2 separate regions of the Mus musculus genome follow, and region 1 is linked to region 2. The links are chromatin contacts, called in public promoter capture Hi-C maps. All regions are on one chromosome and are shown on one strand. The core of a region is the stretch at or near the end of the contact, and the rest is flanking DNA. Distances in the headings are between cores, read along the strand shown.

Evidence for each region. Promoter capture Hi-C pulls out the DNA fragments that hold promoters and counts their contacts.
Region 1: a contact with region 2 is called in a promoter capture Hi-C map of macrophages, with 7 read pairs. The contact joins the promoter of Trem2 here to the promoter of Treml2 in region 2. A contact is called at or near these places in 13 of 39 promoter capture datasets (the C10 cell line, the HPC-7 cell line, HPC-7-derived erythroid cells and 9 more), 5 of 15 datasets of contacts at CTCF or cohesin (CD8 T cells, the G1E-ER4 cell line, the NIH/3T3 cell line and 2 more), 53 of 484 Hi-C or Micro-C datasets (B cells, the BV-2 cell line, the Ba/F3 cell line and 37 more), 22 of 115 datasets of contacts at active chromatin or transcription factors (the 230-238 cell line, CD8 T cells, the HPC-7 cell line and 14 more) and 7 of 9 other capture datasets (adipose tissue, bone marrow-derived macrophages, embryonic stem cells and 4 more).

The regions. Positions count from the first base shown.
Region 1 is chr17:48,343,806-48,349,218 of GRCm38.p6, reverse strand. Trem2 (triggering receptor expressed on myeloid cells 2) reads right to left here and starts at 2,818. Exons shown (of 5, transcript NM_031254.3): 1 at 2,624-2,818; 2 at 412-762. The coding sequence starts at 2,663.
Region 2 is chr17:48,297,219-48,302,657 of GRCm38.p6, reverse strand. It overlaps Treml2 (triggering receptor expressed on myeloid cells-like 2), which reads right to left and starts at 2,620. Exons shown (of 5, transcript NM_001033405.2): 1 at 2,062-2,620; 2 at 1-46. The coding sequence starts at 2,131.

The DNA.
Region 1 (5,413 bases), core at 1,569-4,068, 46 kb before region 2:
CCAGGGATGCAGGGAGCCCCAGGGATTGAGGGAGCCCCAGGGATGCAGGGAACCCCAGGGATGCAAGGAGCCCCAGGAATGTGGGGAGCACGGAGGAGCACCAGGAATGCGGGGAGCACCAAGGTTGCTGTTTTTTTTATTATTCATAATCCATGCTGGGATGATTTTTTTTTTTTAGATGACACAGTTGTTTTTGAATTGCCTGTAAATAAACCCTTGCCAGGCACCTACAAGTAGCCCCAGTATACTCACGAATTCACTAAGCTAGACCTGGACTGAATCATTTCTTATATCTGTTTGTGATAGCTAATCTGGGACAGGCATTTATTTATGTCCCCCTGAAAAAGTCCCACAACAATAAGACCTGGCACAAGGACCAGCCAAAGGTGCACCCAGCTACTGTGTACTCACCCTCCAGCACCTCCACCAGTACTTTCTGCAGGACCTCAGCCTCTCGGCCTCGGAGACTCTGACACTGGTAGAGGCCCGCGTCACCGGCTTGGAGGTTCTTCAGAGTGATGGTGACGGTTCCAGCAAGGGTGTCATCTGCGATGACTGTGCTCCCATTCCGCTTCTTCAGGAAGGCCAGCAGCCACACACCGTGTGTGCTCACCACACGCTGGCATGGGCCCTCCTCACCCAGCTGCCGACACCAGGCCTTGCGTCTCCCCCAGTGCTTCAAGGCGTCATAAGTACATGACACCCTCAAGGACTGGCCGGCCATGCCCTGCAGCACCGTGGTGTTGAGGGCTTGGGACAGGGCTGCAGAGGAGACAGCCACTTGCTTGGAAGCAGTTCCAGGAGTGCAGGGAGCATAGCGTGTGCATGGTCATTAGGATAAGTTCTGGTCCTTGGGTACCTTCCACTTTTTGTTTGAAACAGAATATCTCATGCGTGTGCAAGATGGTTAATGACTGACTCCCTGACGGGCTCTAGAATCATCTAGGGGCAAACCTATGAGCTTGCCCGTGAGGGATTTTCTAGGTCAGGTTAGCCTATAGGAACATGAATGAGAGACTATCTGGACTCAGTTCTTTGGTGTAAGAAGATCCACCCTGACCTATGGGCAGTAACATTCCGTGGGCCAAAATCCCTAGCTATATCAAAAGGACAAAGAGAACCCAGAGGCTGCGTGTATCTCTTAGCTTCCTGACTGAGCATGCAATGTACAGCTGCCTCTGGCCACCATGTGTCCCCTCCAGGATGGAGTGTATCCCCGACGCTACAAGCCAAAATGGACCCTTCCTTTGCTGAGTTGCTTTTGTTAAGATGTTTTCTCACAGCAACCAAACAATAACTAACACAGTGCAGAAATTCACACCGTGGACCAAGCCGGCCTGTGTGCTCCTAGGGATCTGACTGTCTCTGCCTCTCGTGTCTCTGTTCTTGGGAGACAGGCATGTGACACTGTAACTGGCTTTTCTCATGCTTCCTGTGTATCCAATCACAGATCCTCATGCTTGCAAGTCAAGTATCCTGCTGGCTAAGACGTGTCTTGTTCTTGAAATCCCTCTGGCTCTATTTAAGACATCTTCCCTCTGGTCTTATGGGACCAGGATGCCTATTTTGCCCTCTTCATCTCGGGAGAGCAAGGTTAATGGATCCTTGGAGCTCAAGCTGGTTCCCTGAGGGTTGGGATGGCCCCCTCCTTCACCCTACCTTGCTGTCCGCTCCTCAGTCATCCATACTTGATGCCTCTTTCCTAAGTTTGAACTCAGCTTCCCTATTTCTGTGGCTCTGTTCCTCTTTTAAGAAGGACTTGTCTCAGGGCTATTTTGAGGGGAGACATGAGACTGCTATTTTGGGGATCCTTTTGGGGTAGAGGACATGGCATTGGAGCACCCAAGTTATGGCCAGGGCAAGGGGACAAGGGTTCAGCCAAACTTTCTACCTCTTGCACCTTGTCTCCAGCTATTACTGAGATGGGAACATGAAAGGGGGAATTACGGAGCTGATGGCCTGCCTTTCAGAGACCTCAGTCTGCCTAGAGACAGGCTAACGTTCCCTACCTCTCCTTCCACTTCCAGCTGAGATGCTGCAGGGACAAGATGCAGGGCAGCCTCTTCTCCTACCTGGGTTTGTCCATGACTTTGCAGGAACAGGAGGCACCCAGCCCACACTGGAATGAGTCAGTCCATTACAGGTGAGGATACACTGATAAAGCCTACAGCATCCTCACCTCCCACAGAGCGCTGAGGTCGAATCTGGGAGGACCTCCAGGAAGATGCAAATCCTAGTCTGTCTTTCTCTCTTCTCTCCCATTCTGCCCCTCCACTTATGGTTTAAGTGCTTCTTGAGTGTTTAAGGGCTCTTGGCAGTGTCTTAACGAGTCCCCTACCTCACAACTAGTGCCACCCTCACAGCTCCTTCAGTGACTAATTCCAGCTGCCCCTGTTACCCTTCCTATAGGTGGATATTAATCTCGGGGAGGATGTGTGAAGAACACGAATGAGCCAGTGGGGGAGAAAAGCAGAGTCAAAGCAGGACACTGGAGTGTACCAGGACTCCAGCCTCCATAATAGTTCCCCCTCCATGCCACCCTGCCCCCACACCCCAGCCATCTGCTCAAGGAAGGTGAGGAAAAGACAGTGTTGCTGAAGGTAGGTCCCTCCTGTGGTCCCACCTGTGATCAGCAGCAGGAGAAACTGGTGGAGAGGTCCCATGGCACCTTTCCTTTGCCAGCAGCCAGCCGGAGGGGACCTTGTGCAAGATCTTGCTTTTCCCTTGAAGTGCAGAAAAGAGATGACCAAGCCAGTCAGGCTCAGCCCACAGGAACTGTGCTCCTGGATTGAGCAACAGTCAGGACTAGGGTAGGCGCTGTGATTCAAGGAGGGAGAAGGGCGTGAGGGAGGGAGGAAGGAAAGGAGGCTTCTACAGTAAAGGTCAGCTGCTTTCCCGCAAGGCTGGCATGGGTGGCCCTGCATAGCTGGCGCCAGACAGTCTTTTAGGTTATTCTATCTCCTTGCAGAGCCTCATTTGAGGGGGGGTGTCATTACCCTGACGCTGTAGCCAGGGTGTCTGCCATCTCCACTGGTCCCAGTTTCCCCCAGATTGGAGGACAGTGGCTTCTTAGGAGGCTGGCATGTCACCAGAACACAACCCTATTGTGTAAGGCAGCAGGTATGGATGCAGACCAGTGCCAGAGTTCCCATTTGCTGTGTGTGCGCTCAGGCCTGTAACTTTTCTGTGCTTCAAACCATGTATCTGTAAGGTGGGGCTATTGGTGATAAGCAAGTTTATCCCGGGGCTAAAGGTGGTTTCCTACAATCCAGGGTCCAGATACGCAGAGGTCCTCAGCAAGGGTTAACTGTGTCTATTACCCCAATCAGCAGGGGATAGGGAAACAGCCAATCTCTGGTGTGTTTCAAGAATCACCTCCCTGGGGAAATGTAAAGAACATCTACTCCCCCCTCATAAGATCTCAGCCACAAACTAAAGTAAGATTCCACCAAGATTCACCCTGCTTTAGTCCGTGTTCTATTGCTGAGTGAAGAGACACCATGACCAAGGCAACTGCTATAAAAGAAAGCATTTAACTGGGCCTGGCTTACAGTTTCAGAGGCTTAGTCCATTAGTCCATTATCATCATGGCCGGCAGCATGACAACATGCAGGCAGGTGCTGGAGCAATAGCTGAGAGCTACATCCTAATCTGTAGGCAGAAAGGGAGAAAGAGAGAGCACTTTTGCTTGCCCCCCCCCCAGTTTCCTCTGAAGAGCTGAGTGTCCCCTCAGTGCATACATGTCTACACAGCTCAGTCTTTTCTTTTTTTTTTTTATTTTTTAAGATTTATTTATTTATTTATTATATGTAAGTACACTGTAGCTGTCTTCAGACACTCCAGAAGAGAGCATCAGATTTTGTTACGAATGGTTGTAAGCCACCATGTGGTTGCTGGGATTTGAACTCAGGACCTTTGGAAGAGCAGTTGGCGCTCTTAACCGTTGAGCCATCACCAGGCCCCCCTCCCCCCGTTTTTTAAAATTGATTTTTAAAAAAGATTTATTTATTTATTTATTTATTTATTTATTTATTTATTTATTATATGTAAGTACACTGTAGCTGTCTTCAGACAGTCCAGAAGAGGGCATTGTTACAGATGGTTGTGAACCACCATGTGGTTGCTGGGATTTGAACTCGGGACCTTTGGAAGAGCAGTCGGCACTCTTAACCACTGAGCCATCTCGCCAGCCCCTACGCAGCCCAGTCTTAACTTCTGACCATCCAGTGACACGGTCTCAGCATTTCCTGGAGTTCTAGAGGACAGGGATTCCATGGCTGGGGCTCCCCACAAGGGATGGTCCAGGCACAGGGTCCTGCATGTACCAAGGCACAAAGGTATCTAGCAAGTCAGGGGTGGAGCTCAGAAGATCTGAGGGCATCCCCAGCCTGGAAACAGAGCTGTGCCAGAGGTCACGAGCTAAGAAGCCAGGAGACTGGAGGTGCATTACCTGGCTCTTTCTGGTCTCTGTTGTCATGATTGTGTCTATTTATTCCTCTTTTATGGTCAGGGAGTACACCTGGGGTGGGAACTCTTAGGGAACAGAAGACAGCTCTACAACAGGACAAACAGTCTAATGCACAGAGTGGTCCTAAATCACTGGACAGGAACCATTCTTGGTGTGTGTGTGTGTGTGTGTGTGCGTGCGCGCGCGTGCGTGCTTGTGTGAGTTTGACGAAGTCAGAGGTGTCTTCCTCAGACACCATCTATTAAGGTCTAGGTAAAATGTTAAGGCCTAGATGGAATGTTAACATTTTATGCTGTTACTAGTATTATAAGGAAACTTTCTCCTGTGTTGTTTCTGCTGTTACTAGGAAACTTTTTCATGTCTAAGTTGATTACATATTCTGTTACGTTTTGTGCCCTAGGAAATCAGTCACGATAGTAGTCAGTAGAACTGCGTTATGTAGTTATTACCCATAATAAGCTTGGACCTGAACCACCCACCCAGCAGCACTTCCTGCACCTGTGTATAAGCTTTTATGATATTTGCATTCACAAGCTGCCCCTGGGATGGACCCCAACATAAGAGAGACACCTGCACCAGTATAAGAAACTATTCGAAATAAGACTTCCATTTTGACTAGGGGTCGAGTAAAGTTTAAGTTCCCAAGACCTCCCTGGAAACTGACATCCTACTTGGCAGAAAGAGAAACGACCATGGGTAACTAACACCCTGGCTGGCAAGTTAAGGCATGAATATTAGACAAGTCCCCTGCCACAGTTGAATACCCCAACCAATGGGAGCAAGATAAGTGTACAGCAAGGACATGTTCCAAAGGAAATCCCCTAGTCCTAAATCCAGATTGGTGGCATAACTTGGCATAGATGTTTGTTGATTTTAGGCTTAAAAACCCTATAAGATCTTAACTCAATGTCACAGTTGAGTTCCTGAGCCCGAATCTTGGCACTA
Region 2 (5,439 bases), core at 1,371-3,870:
CCTTCACGCCGCCACACTTTCCTGTACAGGTTCTCATTGGAGTGACCTGGGGAGACAGGACTTTTCTGACCAAGGTCGGCCGAGAAAGAAGGCATCTTGAAAATGGAAGCTGGGGGTGAAAGGAGAGAGGGATGCTGCCCTGACTTCCCTGGAGCTCAGTGTGAGGCAAGAACATAGCCGGACCCTCCGAGAATCTGTCACAGAGAAACACAGCACCTCTAACCCCCAGAAGGTCTGCTCTGAGTCTGATGGAAGAGGCCCCCAGTTCAATGAGGGACACACTCCTAACACAAGAGCTCCACCAGACATAGTCTTGTTCCTCTGGATGTTTTCCACTCTTCAGGGATGCTCAGGATTTCAAGATCAATCCAGACCCTGCCTTCGGGGAGACAGATGCAGACACAACAGCTCATCAAGCTCTGGAACCAGAGAGCACAAACTACAGAGGCCAAGAGAAGGTCCCAGTATCCGGAAAAATGATGAAGAATTATTTCTCCCAATAGTAGTCTCCCTTCCTCTTTCTCTCCTACCTGGACACTCTCTTCTTTATGTCTTGTTTGGGGTTGTGGGGAACACCATGCCTCGTATCTCGAGCAGGGTAGGCAAGCACTCTAACCACTGAGCCACACCCCTGCCCCTATTGGATACCTTTTAAGTAGCACTCTCCATGGTCCTTAATTTTTAAATACCCTATATTAACACACAGATTAAGCACACCACACACACTTAAGTCCCATGGATGAGCCAGCCAACAGATACAGTATTCACTGTCCATCCAACTTTTTGTCATCGGGACTTGACTTTGACATCTGTAGATGCACCAGGCAAATCATGGCTGTGCCAGGATGCTTGGGGCCTGCGGACCACAGGCTGGCCATGGATGGTAGAGTCTCTATACCTAGGAGTGAGATGTGGCCCAAGCCTGTAATAGCATGAAGGAGACTGAAATAGGGGGATCCTGAGTTTAAGACTAGCCTGGGATACCTAGTGAGATCAGGCTAGCCTGGAAACAAAATCCCATCTCTAATTTGTACCTGTAACACCAGGGATGGGTTTGGGGGGGGGGGCAGGGAAGGGGGAAGGGGATGGACTGGAGTGCATACACGTGTGTGTATAACACACACAGAGAGAGAGAGAGAGAGAGAGAGAGAGAGAGAAAGAGACAGAGACAGAGAGACAGAGAGAATGAATATGAATGAAGACATGAATGAGTTCTGTGCCCTTCATAATCCAGTCTGTTGAAGAAAGCAGAGCAGGGCAATTCAAGAGATGGAGGGAGGGAGAGGGTACAGTGAAGACCCAGAAGCCACCTGCCCTTGTTTCCAACAGCTTGTAGCTGAAGCTCTAAGGTCTGTTCCTCCCTTGCCAAGTAAACAGAACAGAACAGGCCTCGAATTCACCTCGGCTCAGCCCAGGGTTTCGAGACCCTTCTCCCTGCAGAGTGGCAGAGACCTGGAAGAAGCCTTTTGGGGTCCCAGGTTCGTTTGTGCCCATGTATTTTCTGTCACTTGGTGAAGGGAGGGTTTGCCAGCCCTTACTCTAGCCAGAACAGAACAGGAAGTGGTAAGCGGTTGCCTCGGCAGTCAGGAAGGTCGAAACCAGTGAGCCCCTTGCAGAGTAGCCTCTAGTTGGGAAGGGCCTTTGGGGATTGGTTCCCTTCCAGTCAGAGCTGAGGGACCGGATGTGGCATCAGCATTCCGAGAAAACGAAATTTAAAGTGTGCAGACTTGATACAAGAACTCATACTGGCACCAGTCAGACAAAGGCCAAACAGAGGTCATTTCTGTGAGAAAATTAAATGCTCATTCTTCGTTACAAGGGAACCCACTAGATGAAGGCCAATATAGAGGATACAGCTACATCTTAGCCTGTCTAAGCTCTGCCTGGGGCCAGATATTAGCAGGGGACATTCTCACTGGTCTCTGGTAAAGACCGGTCAGCCCACCCTCCTTCCCCAACCCACAAAACATTAAGATAGTGGAACAAGAAGAGGCAGTGTGGGGTAGACAGGGGAAGTAGTCTTTCTCTTCTACCAACCCCACCCCCACCCCTGCCTCTCACCTGAGACACAGCCCTGTAGCCACAGCAGCAGCAGCAGCAACAGCAGGAACGTAAGAGGCCATGGCTCCATCCAGATGCAATGTCACAGTCAGCCCGGGGATCGAGGGGCAGGACCCACACTGATCCCAGGCATGCCACCTGACCTCCCAGGGTTGGACGGCAGGCTCTGAAAAACCACAGTTGCCTGTTTGGGGAAGTGAGCCCCTGTGGCACACAATGCCCCCAGTGGAGCCTATCACAATTGTGGGGAGAGAAAGTGAGGGTGAGGGCGAGGGCGGGAGCTGTCTGTTTCCGCCCTCTTCCTCAGAACTTCAGGCAGGTGTGGCTGCTCCACCCTGTCTTGGGGCCCCTGGGCCAGAGAAAACTCCAGAACCCCACAATGTCTGTGATTCTCTGCAGAAAACTGGATCCATCTGGGGTGTCTCCTCATTCACAGCAGCTGGTCCTCCACTCGGGGAACTGGAGGAGAGGCTTCTGGAACATTCTGTAGAGACTTCATGGGATCTTCTGGGTTCTGAGATTCAGGAGCAGGTGCTCTCTGGCAGGCCTTGACATACTCCTTCAGAAGGAAGGTCTTTAGTCTGGTAAAATGGACTCCTTCAGTCACCCTGACCCTCCTCTGTCCAGGCTAGTCACTTCAGTCACTCCTGCTCACAGTTGCAAATAACCTCTCACGGACTCACGTGCGGGCTTATTTTTGTCATGGGGGAAACAAGATGCAAATTTTAAAATTCTCTCTCTCTCTCTCTCTCTCTCTCTCTCTCTCTCTCTCACACACACACACACACACACACACACACACACACACGTGCGCGCAGCCTCTCCCTCTCCCCTCTCCTCCCCTCTCCTCTCCCCTCTCCCCTCTCCTCCCCTCTCCTCCCCTCTCCCCTCTCCCCTCTCCCCTCTCCCCTCTCCCCTCTCCCCTCTCCCCTCTCCCCTCTCCCCTCTCCCCTCTCCTCTCTCCCCTCTCCCCTCTCCCCTCTCCCCTCTCCTTCTCCCTCTCCCTCTTCCCGTATTTCCCTGGCTCTGTTTTTCCTGGTCCTAAGTCACCCAGCAATTTTCTCTAGCCTTCCACTGCTCCAAGGCTTCCAGGCTTCTTGAAGTGAGGTAAACCTTCCCCTCCCCCACCTCCTCTCAAATGACCCCGCCCTCAGAGCCCCTCCCTCCCCTTGTTCTGCAGGCTTAGGCCACCTTGGAGCACACAGTTCTGTCTCTTCAACTTCCTCCCCTCAACCATATCTCTCTTCTACAGCCACCCGGCTCTAGCTAAAATGACCCAGCATTTGGCCCAAGACTCCACCCATCCCTCTGTCTCCAAAGAATCAAAAGACTCTACTGATGTCCAACAGCTGTGCAACCTGCTCTTGTGGATTATGGAGGCTCAGGGGACTCCGTGATTATATGGGATCCCTCTACTTGTTTAGGACACTGAACAAAAAGTTCTGCCATTTGCACAGCCAAAGTCTTTACACGAACTTGAACTCCCAAGTCCCAGACCAAAGGAATTGTAGTTTTGCTCTCTTCAAATTTCTCACATTTTAAACTCATTCATTCATTCATTCATTCATTCATTCATCCATCCATTCATTCATTAGTTCTTACAGTGTGCTTGCTCTGCATGGCCCTGAACACTATGGGGAAAGGATGAAAGGGCTCTGATGTGACATTCAAAGGGACACTGAGACACATTATCTTTTGAGGGAGAGAAATGTATTTAATACTGTGAACAGAAGTTCCTGGAAAGATCTGCACCTGATGTTGAACCTTCTAGGAGGCTGACTGACTGACTAGAATGTCAGTTGACACATTTAGGACTCTGTTTTCTGTTTGTGAAGCCCACGCTGCTCCAAGCTGCCCCCACCTTGGCTGCTCAGCCAAGATGAATTGTACCCTAAACTGCACTCCCAAACCAATGAAGTTCACTGGCAAGACGGCTCAGCAGGTAAGGGGGCTTTTGAGAAGCCAAAGGACCTGAGTTCCATCCTCAGAGTCCCAGGGTTTGGTTTCAGACCCCAGAACAAACAACTGAGGTGCACAACTTATATACCAAAGCAGACCTGGCCTCCAGTTTCTCCCAGCATCCCTCAGTCCCTCCTTGGCACAACCCCACCCTCTACCCAGACCTTACCAGCCCAGGGGCTGGGCTGACCTTCCCCCACAGGCGCTTCCCTATATAATCCAGACCTTTTAGTCTCTTTGCTGCCCCCTTTTCTCCTCTTTTCTTTTTCTCTTCCCCCTCCCTTCATTTCCCTTCCTATGGCTACTTCCCAGGCCTCTTTCCTTGAGACCAATGAACTTGCACACCCAATAGCAGCTTCCTAGTAAACCTGCTTTTATACACTCTAATCTGGCTTGAATTGCTTTGTTTCACCAGTGGAGAAAAAACTTATCACACATGATGGAAGGAAAGAACTGAGTCCAGGGAGGTGTGCTCTGTCTGTCTGTCTGTCTGTCTGTCTTTCTCTCTCTCTCTCTCTCTCACACACACACACACACATACACACACACACTCATGCACACACACACACACACACACACATGTGCACACACACTTGCATACACACTTGGATGAGGTCACCCTGAGGAAAGGTTAGCTTTGCAAAATTCAATTCAATGAACAAAGAGAAAGAATGTACCACATCGGTGCGTCTATTGCTATCTGGTTAAATAGATTGTATTCTTATTATAATGATGTCATTAGTTTTTATTCTCATTGTTTAGAGACAAGATTTCATCTAGCCCAGGATTAAACCCTCTGTGTTGACAAGGATGATCTTATACTTTAAACAATAAGATTTTTTTTTCCAGGTGTGATGGTGAGCCCAAGGACAGCCTGGTCTACATAGTGAAAATCTGTCTCAAAAACAAACAAACAAACAATCTCTCTAGGTTCTGTTTTTTTGTTTTGGGTTTTTTTTTTTGTTTTGTTTTTTGTTTTTTTGTTTTTTTGTTTTTTTGTTTTTTGATGTCTGTGAGTGTTTTGCCTGCATGTATGTATGCACACCACATATGTGCCTGGTTTCTGTGGAGGTTAGAAGACGGCTTTAGAGCCCCTGGGACTGGAGTTACAGATACAGTGTGAGCTGGGAATGGAACCCAGATCCTCTATTGAGCCAACTCTCTAGCTCTTTTAGCTACATTAAAAAAAAAAAAAAAAAAAAAAAAGACTGCTTCAGTGACCATGGAGAGTTTGCAAAGAAGACAGTCCATAGCCCAGTTTTCTTAGCCCTTATGGAGGGGCTGGAGAGATAGCTTGGCGACCATGAGCACTTCTTCTTCTTGCAGAGAACCTGGACTTGGTTTCCAGCACTCACGAGGCAACTTACAACCATCTTAACTTCGGTTCCAGGGAATCTGGCTCCCTCTTTCTGGCTTCTG